Linked DNA regions of Mus musculus: regions 1, 3 and 4 are each linked to region 2. A link is a contact called in public HiChIP or PLAC-seq data. All regions are on one chromosome and are shown on one strand. The core of a region is the stretch at or near the end of the contact, and the rest is flanking DNA. Distances in the headings are between cores, read along the strand shown.

The links. HiChIP or PLAC-seq counts read pairs in DNA pulled down with a chosen protein or histone mark.
Region 1: a contact with region 2 is called in a FOXA1 HiChIP or PLAC-seq map of pancreatic cancer cells. The contact joins two enhancer-like sites. A contact is called at or near these places in 3 of 484 Hi-C or Micro-C datasets (the N1E-115 cell line, embryonic fibroblasts and uterus) and 3 of 115 datasets of contacts at active chromatin or transcription factors (CD8 T cells, bone marrow-derived macrophages and pancreatic cancer cells).
Region 3: a contact with region 2 is called in an HNF4G HiChIP or PLAC-seq map of pancreatic cancer cells. The contact joins two enhancer-like sites. A contact is called at or near these places in 2 of 484 Hi-C or Micro-C datasets (bone marrow-derived macrophages and spermatogonial stem cells) and 7 of 115 datasets of contacts at active chromatin or transcription factors (bone marrow-derived macrophages, embryonic basal ganglia, embryonic stem cells and 4 more).
Region 4: an H3K4me3 HiChIP or PLAC-seq map of bone marrow-derived macrophages shows a contact between it and region 2, with 5 times the contacts expected there. The contact joins two enhancer-like sites. A contact is called at or near these places in 9 of 484 Hi-C or Micro-C datasets (CD4 T cells, CD8 T cells, the HL-1 cell line and 2 more) and 8 of 115 datasets of contacts at active chromatin or transcription factors (the 230-238 cell line, the HPC-7 cell line, acute myeloid leukemia and 5 more).

Annotation. Positions count from the first base shown.
Region 1 is chr8:126,682,657-126,685,737 of GRCm38.p6, reverse strand. No RefSeq gene overlaps it. Among named protein-coding and RNA genes, the nearest start is that of Gm31603, 46 kb to the left of the region's middle. Within about 2 kb of position 1,582, at least 118 of the 459 cell types and tissues checked have an H3K27ac peak or open chromatin away from gene starts, as enhancers often do. A contact at or near this core is called in CD8 T cells, bone marrow-derived macrophages, embryonic fibroblasts and 1 more, where this site is marked.
Region 2 is chr8:126,549,374-126,552,477 of GRCm38.p6, reverse strand. No RefSeq gene overlaps it. Among named protein-coding and RNA genes, the nearest start is that of Gm39286, 21 kb to the left of the region's middle. Within about 2 kb of position 1,262, at least 122 of the 459 cell types and tissues checked have an H3K27ac peak or open chromatin away from gene starts, as enhancers often do. A contact at or near this core is called in CD8 T cells, the HPC-7 cell line, acute myeloid leukemia and 5 more, where this site is marked.
Region 3 is chr8:126,766,545-126,769,525 of GRCm38.p6, reverse strand. No RefSeq gene overlaps it. Among named protein-coding and RNA genes, the nearest start is that of Gm45805, 9.7 kb to the right of the region's middle. Within about 2 kb of position 1,650, at least 65 of the 459 cell types and tissues checked have an H3K27ac peak or open chromatin away from gene starts, as enhancers often do. A contact at or near this core is called in bone marrow-derived macrophages, pancreatic cancer cells and trophoblast stem cells, where this site is marked.
Region 4 is chr8:126,804,671-126,807,633 of GRCm38.p6, reverse strand. It overlaps Gm31718 (a long non-coding RNA gene), which reads left to right. Exons shown (of 8, transcript XR_879375.3): 8 at 1,921-2,927. Among named protein-coding and RNA genes, the nearest start is that of A630001O12Rik, 43 kb to the left of the region's middle. Within about 2 kb of position 1,328, at least 165 of the 459 cell types and tissues checked have an H3K27ac peak or open chromatin away from gene starts, as enhancers often do. A contact at or near this core is called in CD8 T cells, the HPC-7 cell line, acute myeloid leukemia and 2 more, where this site is marked.

The sequences.
Region 1 (3,081 bases), core at 333-2,832, 130 kb before region 2:
GCCCGAGCAGGCTGTGACAGACCAGGGCCTAGCTGAGAACAAAAGGGAGTTGAGGAGAAGATGCCTGGAGGGAGTGAGCACTGTCATCACTCTGCTCCAAGTGGGTTCTATGCAGCCAGGCACCGGCAGGATGAGTCAATGGCCAGTCAGAAGAAATGGAGGCCACACAACAGAGCTGCTGCCGAATCCTGTGGAAGGCTGGGCCTCCCACGCCCCAGGCTCTTCACACACCTTACTGTCTAATTTGGAATATCCCCACGAGTTTGTTGGTTCTGCGTCATGTGAGCAGTCTTTTATGCCAGATTGCTAAACAACTTGAATGAATGGACCTGCTTGTGCTTCTTCCCCATGGCCAAACCTCCACATCAATCTGTGAAACCCGACCTTCGGTAAAGCCACCAGTCCATCTCTCAGACCTGCTTCAGGGCAAGGAGCTGTGTGGTCTTCCTCCAGTGGCTTTGAACACACAGGTGCTGTGAAGGGCTCTAGAAATATCTTTTGGGATGGGGAAGAAGCCAAGTAGGTAAAGTGATCTCGTATTGCAAGCACGTAGACCTGGATTTGGTTCCCAGATAGTGTTTGTAAAAGGCCAGATGTGGTGACATCCTCACGTAGTCCTCTGCACTGGGAAGGGAGAGGCAGGCAGATCCCTAGGGCTCACTGACTGTCCAGCCTGACATAACTTCTAAGTCCCAGGCAAGTGTGAGACATTGTCCTCTGGCCTCCCCATGGGTGCTTGCACGCTCACATGCACACACACTAACAAAACAAACATAAAACAAATATTTCTTCTATAAAATTTCCTATACATATATATTCACTTCTCTGTGCTCAGCAATGGCCAGGTGCTTGTCTACTGGTGACAGCCATTAGTCATTGTCGGGAATAAAAGACTTTTAAAAGGGGGCCAGCTGTTCTTGGGTCACCATTCTTGCCCTCTACCCCCTAGACAGACAGAGACATTCTCACTGATAACAATTGCTCAATATTTTCTCCTGGAACAAGTTTGCCAGTAATTTCTCAGCTTGAAAGTCAAAGGAAATGAAATCTTATGTGCAAACATGGACTTTCTTGTGTGTCTCTCTCTCTGTGTGCATGTGCATTAGATGTGCGTGTATGCACATTCAAGTGTGATGTACACATGAACAAGAACTGAATGTGCGTGAGCACATGCACAAGCGAGGGTCAAAGGTATATAGGCGGTCCTTCCTCAGGCATGCTTCCTTAGCCATTACCTTGTCTTCTAGATGCACTCTTCCTCTGGCCTGGATCTCTCCGAGTAGCCTAGGCTAGCTGGCCAGTGCCCAGGGATCATCCTGTACCTGTCTTCCCTAGGGCTCGGATCCCAAGCACACCACCATGCCTGCATTATTATTATTATTGTTAAATATGGGTTCTTGCAGTGAGTCTCCAATCTTCACAAGTGTGAGACTCACTGTGCTTTACTAACTGAACTGTCTCCCCGGTGTCAGACACGATTTTTCAATCACTCGAAACATCCCCATCCCCCAATCTCCCAGTGGCCTGGCTGAGGGGCCTCTGAGTCATGAAGAGCTGCCAGAGAGGAAGATGTGTTGTGACGGATTCAAGGAGAAGTCTTCAGAGCCCTTTGAGTCAGAGTGAGTCACTGCTTTTGAGCCAACTGACACAAGCTGCCAACTGCAGGATTAATGGTGATGGGTAAGCTACTGAAGCTCCTAGAACCCCTCCCTCACCCACACATGCCATTTCATGAGGACATAATGAAAGGATGTGTCAGCTTAGGATTCCTTTAGGTTTGTCTGATAGGTCTCCTCTCCTCTCCATTCATCTCACCCAGTCTTCCTAACATGTACATATCTAAATATGTACATGTGTGATATATGCATATATTTGCATGTATACATATCTACTCATTCTTACATGAATGTACAAGAAAGCAAGACTTGGAAGTGGATGGTATCATTAGTACCATTCTACTGAAAAGAGGAAGTGAGTTGCCAGCAGATCAGGGGCCACAGCTCTGTCCCAGAAAGCCAACCAGGTTAGGCATAACAAAGAGACTGGCTTGGTTCCTTCAAGGACTGAGGATAAACTTTGCATAGTGGATGAGATTTCAATAGAGATTTGTCCATGCAGTTTAGACTAAGAAAAACCGTGATAAGAAAAACCCATATGCTCGTAAGAATCTCATATGGATGGCCCCCAGTGCTGTGGGTGCCACCTCCCTAATAATGCCTATTGCTGCAGCTATAACCCTGGCTAGTTGCCATCAATCAAACCCAGGAAGCAAGGCGTGGACCTCCATCTGCATGACACTTGTGTGCAACACATGTACAGCCACATGGTACCGGGACAGACAGTTGGGGAAGCACTTCTGCCTCCCTGTACCAGTTGCATGGGATGGGGAGGCTCCAACAGTTGGCTTGGCTCCACCGTTGATCTTATTGGTTAATTCCCTCCAGTTCCATCATTTATTCCAGGAACCCTCTGTCCCATTGTCTTGGCAGAAATAATCTATGAAAGGACTCAGAAGGGGAACTAAACATTTTAGTGGGAAAGATTGGAAAATTAACGAGAGGCTGGCTCTGTTCCTTCAAGGACTGAGGATGAACCCAGCACATATGGATAAGATTTCAGGAGGGATTTGTCCATGGCATTTAGACTAAGAAAAACTCTGGAAATGCCACATGCTCATAAGATTCTCATCAGGGCGGCCAAGCAGGCAGATGGACAACATCTGAGGGGCAAGAGGACGAAATAAGATGCTCTCTAAACACGTGAGTGGTAGCAGCTGTCAAGCGTGGGCTCATTCACATGTCTTAAGCCCCAGGTAGGGAGGAGAGAGGCAGAGACAAGATGGCCTCCTGGAGACAGCCTCATTCAATCTGGGAATCAGAACACCTGGTCCAAGCCGCAGACTTCAGCTCTTCTACATGCCAGGACCTCATTTTATATTCTGTAATCACAATTTGTGTGCATACAGGTGGAGGCCAGAAGACAGCCTTAGACATACCATCCACCTTAATTTCTTATTTTTTGAGATGGGATCTCTTATGACCTGGAACTCACTAAGCTAGCAGGGCCGATCAGTGAGTCCCA
Region 2 (3,104 bases), core at 13-2,512:
CACACACTCACAGGTGAACTCACGTTCACACCCAGTTCATGAACACACACACACACACACACACACACACACACACACCACACCATATCCGGAATCCTCACTTATAAAAGATTCCTGTAGCATACATGAGTAAGTTAGTGTGAAGGCCACCTTGGGATAAAATTATAAGCACAGCACTACAGTTACAGGAGCTTGCTGTGCCTGGCATTGCTTCCATCAGTGTATAGATCATGAAGCAGGTCAATAACTCTCACTGCCCATCCCCAGATTCTCCCTAACTCCACAGAGCTTAAGGCAGCCAAGCTCTGGGAGCTGAAAGGTGAGGCAGGACACTGGTGCTGGAGACATGGACACTGATCAAGGGCCCCTCTGTTCTGTTATTGCAAAAGTGCCAATCACTGGTCCTATTTCACTGGACAACAAAGGGTGATACCTTGTTGCTGGGGTCGACCAGTTAGCCTGGGAGGAAGGCGGTGTTGAGGGGACTTTGCCAATGTGTCAATAGAATAAGCAGGGTGATAGGGTGACTGTGTCATCTCCACTTGACTTTTCACATGCCCAAGGGCGCGGGTCACCAGCCTGGTGATTGACAGCTCATCTTTTTTCAAGGAATAACTTACAGACATCATCAAGGGCAACTGCTGAAGGAGAAATCAGAAGCATATAGTCCCGGGATTCCGCCAAGGTCTCTGCTGATGTTTTTACAGTTTACTAACCTGTTTTTTAAGTGATTTATTAGCATATGTGTATGCATTTACGATGTGTGCCTGTGGAGGTCAGCTCTCCTTGAACTGTGCGTTCCAGAGGTTGAACTCTAGCCCTCGAGTTTACACAGCAGAGTCATCCCGCTAGCCTCAGGAACGCTTTACACTTATTGCTATATTTTTCTTTTATTTCACTGAGACAAGATCTCACGTAGCTCAGGCTAGCCTCACACTGGGAAATAACTTGAATTTCCGATCCTCCTGCCTCCACCTTCCTAGTGCTGGGGTTACAGGTGTAATCAATCAAATCAGGGTTGATTCTTATTACGACTGGGTCTGAGGTTAGGTCTCCATTCTCCTTTTGCACACGGAGAGATTTCCAAATCTCCAGGGAGTGTCAAGTCACCCGGACACCCAGTTCTCCCGTGGCTCCAGCCCCAATCTGGCAGACAGCTCTGTGTCTTTTTTTTTTTTTTTTTGGAGTGTGTGTCATTCAGTGCCTGTACCAGAGCCATGACTCAGCATATGAGTGGCCGCCTTTCCCCCAGTGTGACATGTCACCCAAATTTCAATGCCTCAGCATGCATCCTGCCCTGTGGCTGATCAACGAGGCAGCCAGAGAAGGAAACTAGAGTGAATTCTCTGTTTCTGAGTCAGAGCGGGAGTTCTGCCAGCCTAGCCGGAACATGCCACACTCACCCTTACACCTTGCACAATCCTCAGAGGATTGAAACTGTTTTATTCATTTTCAGCCCCATCCCTTCCCTCACCTCAGCCCTCAAGGAAAGAGGGCAGAACTACAGATCTATTTTTACCTACTAGACCTTGAATGGGGTCGTTGCAGGGCCTCAACATGGTTAAAGTGGAACATTTGTGTCCACGGAGTTTGACTTGCTGCTGTTGAGAGTCTGCGTTGCACATTAAGACTCTGACCACATAGCGGCTGGGTGGTCCCTGCTCAACCCATTGTCATGGAGACAGTGAAGGTTTTAGGGGCTGGATTTTTGAGCCCTACTTTCCTGATCTGGAGTTGGGAGGACAAGACAGCTCTTTTTAGGGGCTGGGAGGACAGTTAAGTTGGTAAAGTGCTAGCATAAGGACTGAGGTGATATATTTAGGACCCCATGAGGCAGTACGTCCTATAAGCCCAGCTCTGGGAAGATGGAAATAGGAGATCATTGGGGCTAACTGACCAGCCTGTCCAGCTGAATTATGAGCTCCAGATTCAGTGAGAGACCCTATCCCCAAAATATATAATAATAATGTCAATAACAATAGTTGTAATAATAATAATAATAATAAGAAGAAGAAGAAGAAGAAGAGGAAGAAGAAGAGGAAGAAGAGGAGGAGGAGGAGGAGGAGGAGGAGGAGGAGGACAAAGAAGAAGAAGAAGAAGAAGAAGAAGAAGAAGAAGAAGAAGAAGAAGAAGAAGAAGAAGAAGAAGAAGAAGAAGGTGGAAAGCTGTGAAGAGATGCACAGCATCAGTCTCTGGTTTCTATGCAAGTGTGAACACACACACACATAGGAAACAGAGCCAGGGTTATATTGGCCTAGGAATTTATTCATGTAAAAGAAGTCCCAGAGTCATTATTATGGGGAGCAAGGTGGTGGTGGCGGAGGGGAGGAAGCTCTGAGTTACACATAGTGACCAGTGTGGGGTGCCATTTGTTATGCTGGGCTTTGCCTCCTGACTGCTTTGTTCCCAGAAATAACAACTCTGAGACTAATTATTTATTAATAAATGATTAGCCATAGCCTCGGCTCTGCCCCATGACCAGCTCATATCTCAATAATCCAGTTTATTCTATGTTCTTCTACTGGTTACCTACTACTCTGCAGGTTCATTGTCTTCCTCTCTGTCTAAGAGAATGAATCTCTTGCCTCTGACTCTGTCCCATAATTCTCTACCCTCCTCTCTCCTGGAACTCCCACCTCCCATTTCCGGCCACAGCTCATTGGCTAAGGGCTTTTTTTTTTTTTTTTCTGACAGGTGAATGCTTTTTTTTTTTTTTTAAGATTTATTTATTATATGTAAGTACACTGTAGCTGTCTTCAGACACTCCAGAAGAGGGCGTTAGATCTTGTTACAGATGGTTGTGAGCCACCATGTGGTTGCTGGGATTTGAACTCCAGACCTTTGGAAAAGCAGTCGGGTGTTCTTAGCCACTGAGCCATCTCACCAGCCCAGGTGAATGCTTTTAAACAGTGCACAAGAGTCTCCATACAGAGGGAATTCAGTATTAATCATTGGGAAATTATCAATGCATTTATATATTCTTTAGCTCAATTTAGGATTTTAAAGATATAATCTGGTATCTTTCATACATCTACTAATTATGAGCTGGGCCAGGTAGCACAGACCTACGATCCCCAAGACTCAGGAAGCTGAGGCAGGAGACT
Region 3 (2,981 bases), core at 401-2,900, 220 kb before region 2:
GAGTACTTGGCAGAGTTGGAGAGCAGATTATCAGGAGAGTACACATTAGCACATGGCTTCTGGAGAGAGTTTATTTTGACTCATGGTTTCGTGGACGGAACTCCATGTCCAGCTCCATTGATTTCAGCTGCGTGTTTGGGGGGAGCATAGCGCCAGAATAAGGCAGCAGGGAAACACCGCTTACAGCAGGGCAGCCAGGAAGCAGAGAGAGAAGGTCAAGGGTCACATCCGGTGACATACGTATGTACATACGTTCTCCAACAGACCCCACCTCCTGATTTCTGCCACTATCCATTCGCACTATCAAATTATAAATCCACGAAGAGATCAGTCATCGATTAAGACAGGGTCTGTAACCACTTCCCCAAAGCCGGTCACCTGTGGTATTACTCTCCATTGCTTCAAGGAAATACGGAAAAAAGTGACCTAAAGAAGGAAGAGCTTATGTTGGCTCACAGTTCTAAGGCGCATCATGGAGGGGAAAGGCACGAGAGTTGGAGCTTGAGGCCACTGGTCACAGTGTACCTGCCATCTGGAAGCAGAGAGAGATGGATGCGTGGTGCTCAGACCACTTTCCCCCTTTAACATGTATTGTTTCTGTTATTCTGTTATCATCATTAGCATCATCATCATCATCATAGGTGCATGCTCACACATAATGTACATGCCATCATACCTATGTGGAGGTTTAAAGATACACCTGTTCTTTTCATACAGTCCAGAACCTCAGCCCTTAGCGTCTGGCTCTCCCTACCTCCCTTAACACGCTCTAGATAATCCTTCACAGGTGCGCCCAGAGGGTTGTCTCCCAGGTGATTCTGATCCATCATGGCTGGCCAGTAGGTCCCCAGCACATGATCCTTCAGGAAGGCACATTATCAGACTGAAACCACTGCATGGCACCCCCCCCCCTTTCTTGAGGATTTTGGCGGGAGTGTGTGGGTGAGTATAGATCTGATCTAGGATCCACAAGGAGCAGGTCTTAGTCATTAATGAGGGGTAGTGAATTGGAGGCTTTCCTTGTCAAAGAAGTGGGACTAGCAGAGCCTTATTAAGTTTCACTAAGCATCGTCAGGGCAGCCATAGTGGAAGCATGGTCTGGAAGGCAGCAGGTACGGAGTGTGCGTCAGCTGAACAAGGGGTGTGTGAAGGGGAGGCGTCTCTTCCCTTCTGCTCTGCTCAGAGGAATGGCAAGTGAGGGTTGCTCTGTGAGTCTGATTCAGTTGCACAGTGAAACTTGAGTGAGCCTCGGGGGGGGGTGGTGGTGCCAGGGTTGATGGTGAAGGGCTCTTGACTTGTGAGATGAGGGGAAGGAGTTGAGGGTGTCACTCTACACTGGGGACTTTGCAGACCTGCCCTTCCTGATATCACCAGTGGAGTCTTCCTGGATTAGAAGAATTTATCTTTTGTTTTGTTTTTGTTTTTGTTTTTGTTTTTGTTTTTGTTTTTGTTTTTGTTCAAGGTGCTGATGTAATGGGAAGGACACATGTCAACTCCATCAGAAGGAGGGCATTGGTAGCTTCAGGAAAGGCCATAGTGCTCAGGAGGTATACTACCTGTTTCAGGAGTTCTTCAACCTCAGTTGCATGAGGCAGAGGCTGATGTGTGGAACCAACTGTCCCTCTTTGAGTGGCTGTGGCTCTGGTTCATGAGCCACGGGCAGAGGAGCCCTGTAGAAGCTGTGCCCCTGAGGTAGAATGTCAAGTGTGTCTGGTGAGGGATAGTCCTGTCCTCCAGTAGACTCACTGCGACCATTCTTTCTGGTCTAGCCGCTCTAAATGGCAATGTCTTGATAAAGTAGACATTTAACATTTTCAAAATATCAGGAAAAAGATAACAGAGCCCTTTGCTCCTGAGAGGAGTGTGAGTCACTGGCACCAGAGGGCCTCTAGTCCTTTTCTTGGTCACCGAGAGAGCATATGAGTCACACCCAGAATCATTTCTTCTGAAGTCCTTAATTGTGAAAAAGAGGTAGCCTTGCGGAAGTCCGGGCTGAGACACTGTCATGGGAAGATTCCAGATTGGTTGAGAGAGGACAGAGGTGATGGATGGTTTTGTGATCATGTTCAGCCTGTAGCTCTTTGCCATTGAAGCCTTTCCAAGGGGTCAGAGATGCTGCCAGGATCCCTGGGAAGGGAGTCCTTGCTTAGCCTCTGCAGTGCATCCTGGGACTAGAGATCAAATCCAAGGCCTCTCTGCTAGTCACTCCACATTCACGCTCTCTAGATCACTACAAGAGCCCTGGAGTGTTATCAGAGAGTCTCTGTTTGCTTCCTCCATGAGAGTTGATGAGAACTGGAGGCTCTGGGAAGACCTGGTACCTACACCCTTGCTGCTCAAGTCTTCCCCCAGTCTGCTACAACAGTCCAAACATTTTTCCCCAAAGCAACTGTTTGCTGACTTCCAACACATGCCCTGGTTTGGTAGCATTGGAGAAATCCTGGGAGAAGCTAAAAGCACTGTGGGAATGGTGTTTTTTTGTTTTTTGTTTTTATTTTCTTTCTGCGGGTGTCAGATGTGTGTCTTCTTGTTTCACAGTGTCTGAACAAGCATTGCTCTTCCACAGAGGGAAAAAAATCAAAGCTGTGACCAGAGGACTCTTGGGGTAAAACATCTGAGGCCTGAGGTTGGGAGAGCCACAGATGATGGAAGGAAGCAAGAATCTACATAATGCTTCAGCAGTTATAAACCAGGGGAAAACTTACCCCACAAGGAAGGCAGGTCAAGGCAGACTTGCCATCACATTGGTGGTTGAAGAGGAATATTCTAGGGATGGAAGTCTTCTCTTTCCTCAGCAATCACAAGGTCCCGCTATCTATTGAGGTTGGCTTGAATAAATGTCCCGCTATCTATTGAGGTTGGCTTGAATAAATGTCCCTGCTAGTGGCTGATGTCATTTGGAAGTGGGCACGGGCTCTGTTTGCTGAAGCACAGGAGTACTTCTGTTGAGCTCATGACTTGCAAATGAGCAGAAGTCAGGC
Region 4 (2,963 bases), core at 79-2,578, 260 kb before region 2:
AGATGAAAGTCATCCCTTGCCAGCGAACCTCACCGATTGCACAACTTCCTACAACCCAGCTTTGGAGCTGGCCCTTGAAGAGAATGTCCCAACCTAGTGGCAATGGATTCAGGAACTTGGGGAGATGATGACATTCGTTCAGAGGTTGTGGTCCTCTGAGCCAGGTCACTTCTCCTGGCTCTGCTGCCTGTCACAGCCTAATAATAGCCATGGGACACTTTGGAACTTTAGAGTGACTGTGTTTAGCCCTCACGTTGGTGTGGACTGTCATGACATGGAGGACAAATGACGAGGATCAGCCAGGCTGCTCCCTGTGAGCACCTGCCAGCTACTGCATGTACAGTCAACAGGGCTTTTGACTTAATCTTCACTGCAGCCTGAAGAGATAATGATTTGGTTAGATCTTGGCCAGAGGGAAAGTTGCTCTCTCTCTCTCTCTCTCTCTCTCTCTCTCTCTCTCTCTCTCTCTCTCTCTCTCTCTCTCTGTGTGTGTGTGTGTGTGTGTATTAGTGAAGTTTAATGGTGTAGCAGAGTCTGCTATAATCCTTGATTTGTGTTATCTTAGATTATTTCAGCATCCACAGGACGGGGAATAAGGCTGAATGTAGACCTCAGGGACCCATCTTGGCCTCTGTGGGTGCAGAGGTGACATATATGTGTACCTTAATAGCAGAGGGGAGTCACTAATCTGCCACAGATACATCTTGTCTCTAGAGGTTAAAGGGGACAGTTTCAGAATACCCACTATGACTCCTGCCTTGTCTCTTTGCTCTTCCAAGGTCATCCTGCCTTGGGTTGATGGTGTTAACTAGGCCCCAACATGTAAAGGGGCTCACACAAATCCATGGGTGAATGTCTCCTAAATGAGCTGCTCAGGGGACTATTTCTGAATACACTGAGGAATGGGGAGGGGGTCAGCGGTATCTCCCGGGATGACAGTAGCTCTGAACACACTGGAGAGGACCCTGGCTCTTTGTGAGCTGTGTGTGCATGGTCAGTCATAGAAAGTAGGGTGAAGGCTGAGCAGCAAATATGGAGAGGACCAAGAATTCATCATGCAGTAGGATGGGGGAACCTGGGTCTGTCCCTAGTGTAAGGAGACAAAAGAAAGGTTTCTCCCAGACAAGAGCAGTGGGAATCAAGTAGCAGACAGAGAAGGCACCCAGTAGGAAAGGCCCCAGAGCTCACTTGGCCATGATGTCATGGTAGAGAGCTGCCAGCCTGCAGATGAGGCACTTGCCACCTGTCAACCGGGTGATTGATGCCTGCCTGAAAGGGTGAGGGCATGGGTGACAGAACTCGCCCTTTGCCTTTTCACATGAGGTCCTAGGGTAAATATGTCTTGGGACAGGTAGAATGTGAGGAAAGAGACACTGAGCTGTTAAGTCACAGGTGTGGGCCTCGGGTCACAGAAAAGCAGGGAGCCTGATGGTCTGGCAGGCCTGAAGGCTACTGGAAACAGAGGGTGGGAACCGGGGTAGCCAGGGAGGAAATGCCCTCGTCTCACAGGTTTCTTGAGAAGGAAAGTCTGGGCTGTTCTGAAGGGGAACTTAGAGACCAGGGACCGGATGTGAGCAGGGGACCAGGAGGAGGGAGGAACAATGGCCATTCTTCCACCACAAGCTGAACTTCCCCGAAACAGGAAGGGCCTGCCAGGAGGGGAGGGTCAGGCTGAGGGACAGGAAGGAAGGGGCCTGAGGGAAAGCCAAAGGCCTGTGTACTGTGTTTGGAATTCACAGGCCCCTGTCTGCAGGTCCCCAAAACAGTCAGCAAACTCAGTTCACACTGTAGGGTGTGACTTTCCCAGGCTCTGCTGCCTTCCCCTCTCCCTCTCAGGGCCTCCTCAGGACCCTGATGTGAGGCCTTGCAGGGCTTCTCAGGGCCTGGTTCTTGCATGCTGAATGAGTGTTTGTTTTTCAGGTCCCTGACACCTACGGTCTTCACACATGGGGAGGAGGAGTTTCCAGAAAAAAAACAAAGGAAGGTGGCCAAAGTAACCAAGGCACACAGCCTCCTCCTCTTTCGAAAAGACGCCTATCTCCAAAACAATCTCGGCCGCCCATTAAACAACACTTGTTCGGGACAGAGGAAGGGCAGCATGCAGGATCGCTGGGCTTTCCAAAGAAAACACTCCCGGTTGTCCGGCAGGCAACAATGAACAAAAACCTGAATGGCATTCACACAAGAGGGTGGGGAGCCTGGGCCAGGCCCTCAGGGTCCTTGGGTGTCAGTACAGGGCTCCTAGGACAGGAGCCACCTCCAGCACACACAGGATCCTCACCCAACAGGGACACAATGAGCAGGTGCTCCTCTGGAAGCCACAGAGAGGCCTTTGCAAGGAATAGCATCGGCCAAGAGTGTGCTCCTGGACTTCTAATCTCAGATGATACGTGTTCCTCAACGTGTTGTTCAAGCTACCTAGCTTCAGAGGTATTGCTGTAGCTTTCTTAGTAGAACAGCATGTTATCCATCAGGTCTAAAAGATGAAAGGGTCAGGAATACCACACACTTTCCCACGTGGCCATTGACGAGTTGGTGTCAAGGAAACAGAGAGGAGAATGGTTGTTATTATGGGCTGGGGGAAGGAGAGGGTAGTTAACCAGGCTAGGGAACAGGTGGGAGAAGTCACTTCTAATGTTTTGTAGCATGCTACAGTCACTATGGTTGAAAACAATGCATCAGGAGATACATTGTTTTATAAAGGAGATACATTGTAGCTTAGAAAGGAGATACATTGTAGCTTAGAAAGGAGATACATTGTAGCTTAGAAAGGAGATACATTGTAGCTTAGAAAGGGGAAGGTTTTCAAGGGTTCTTGTACACAGAAATGATAAATGTTTTATGTGATATGTAGGCCAATTGCCCTGGTGTAATTTTTACACCATGTATACAGGTATGGCAACATGTTATGTCTCATTCATATATACAGCTAGTATTGTCAATTCAATAAATATTAAAATGGG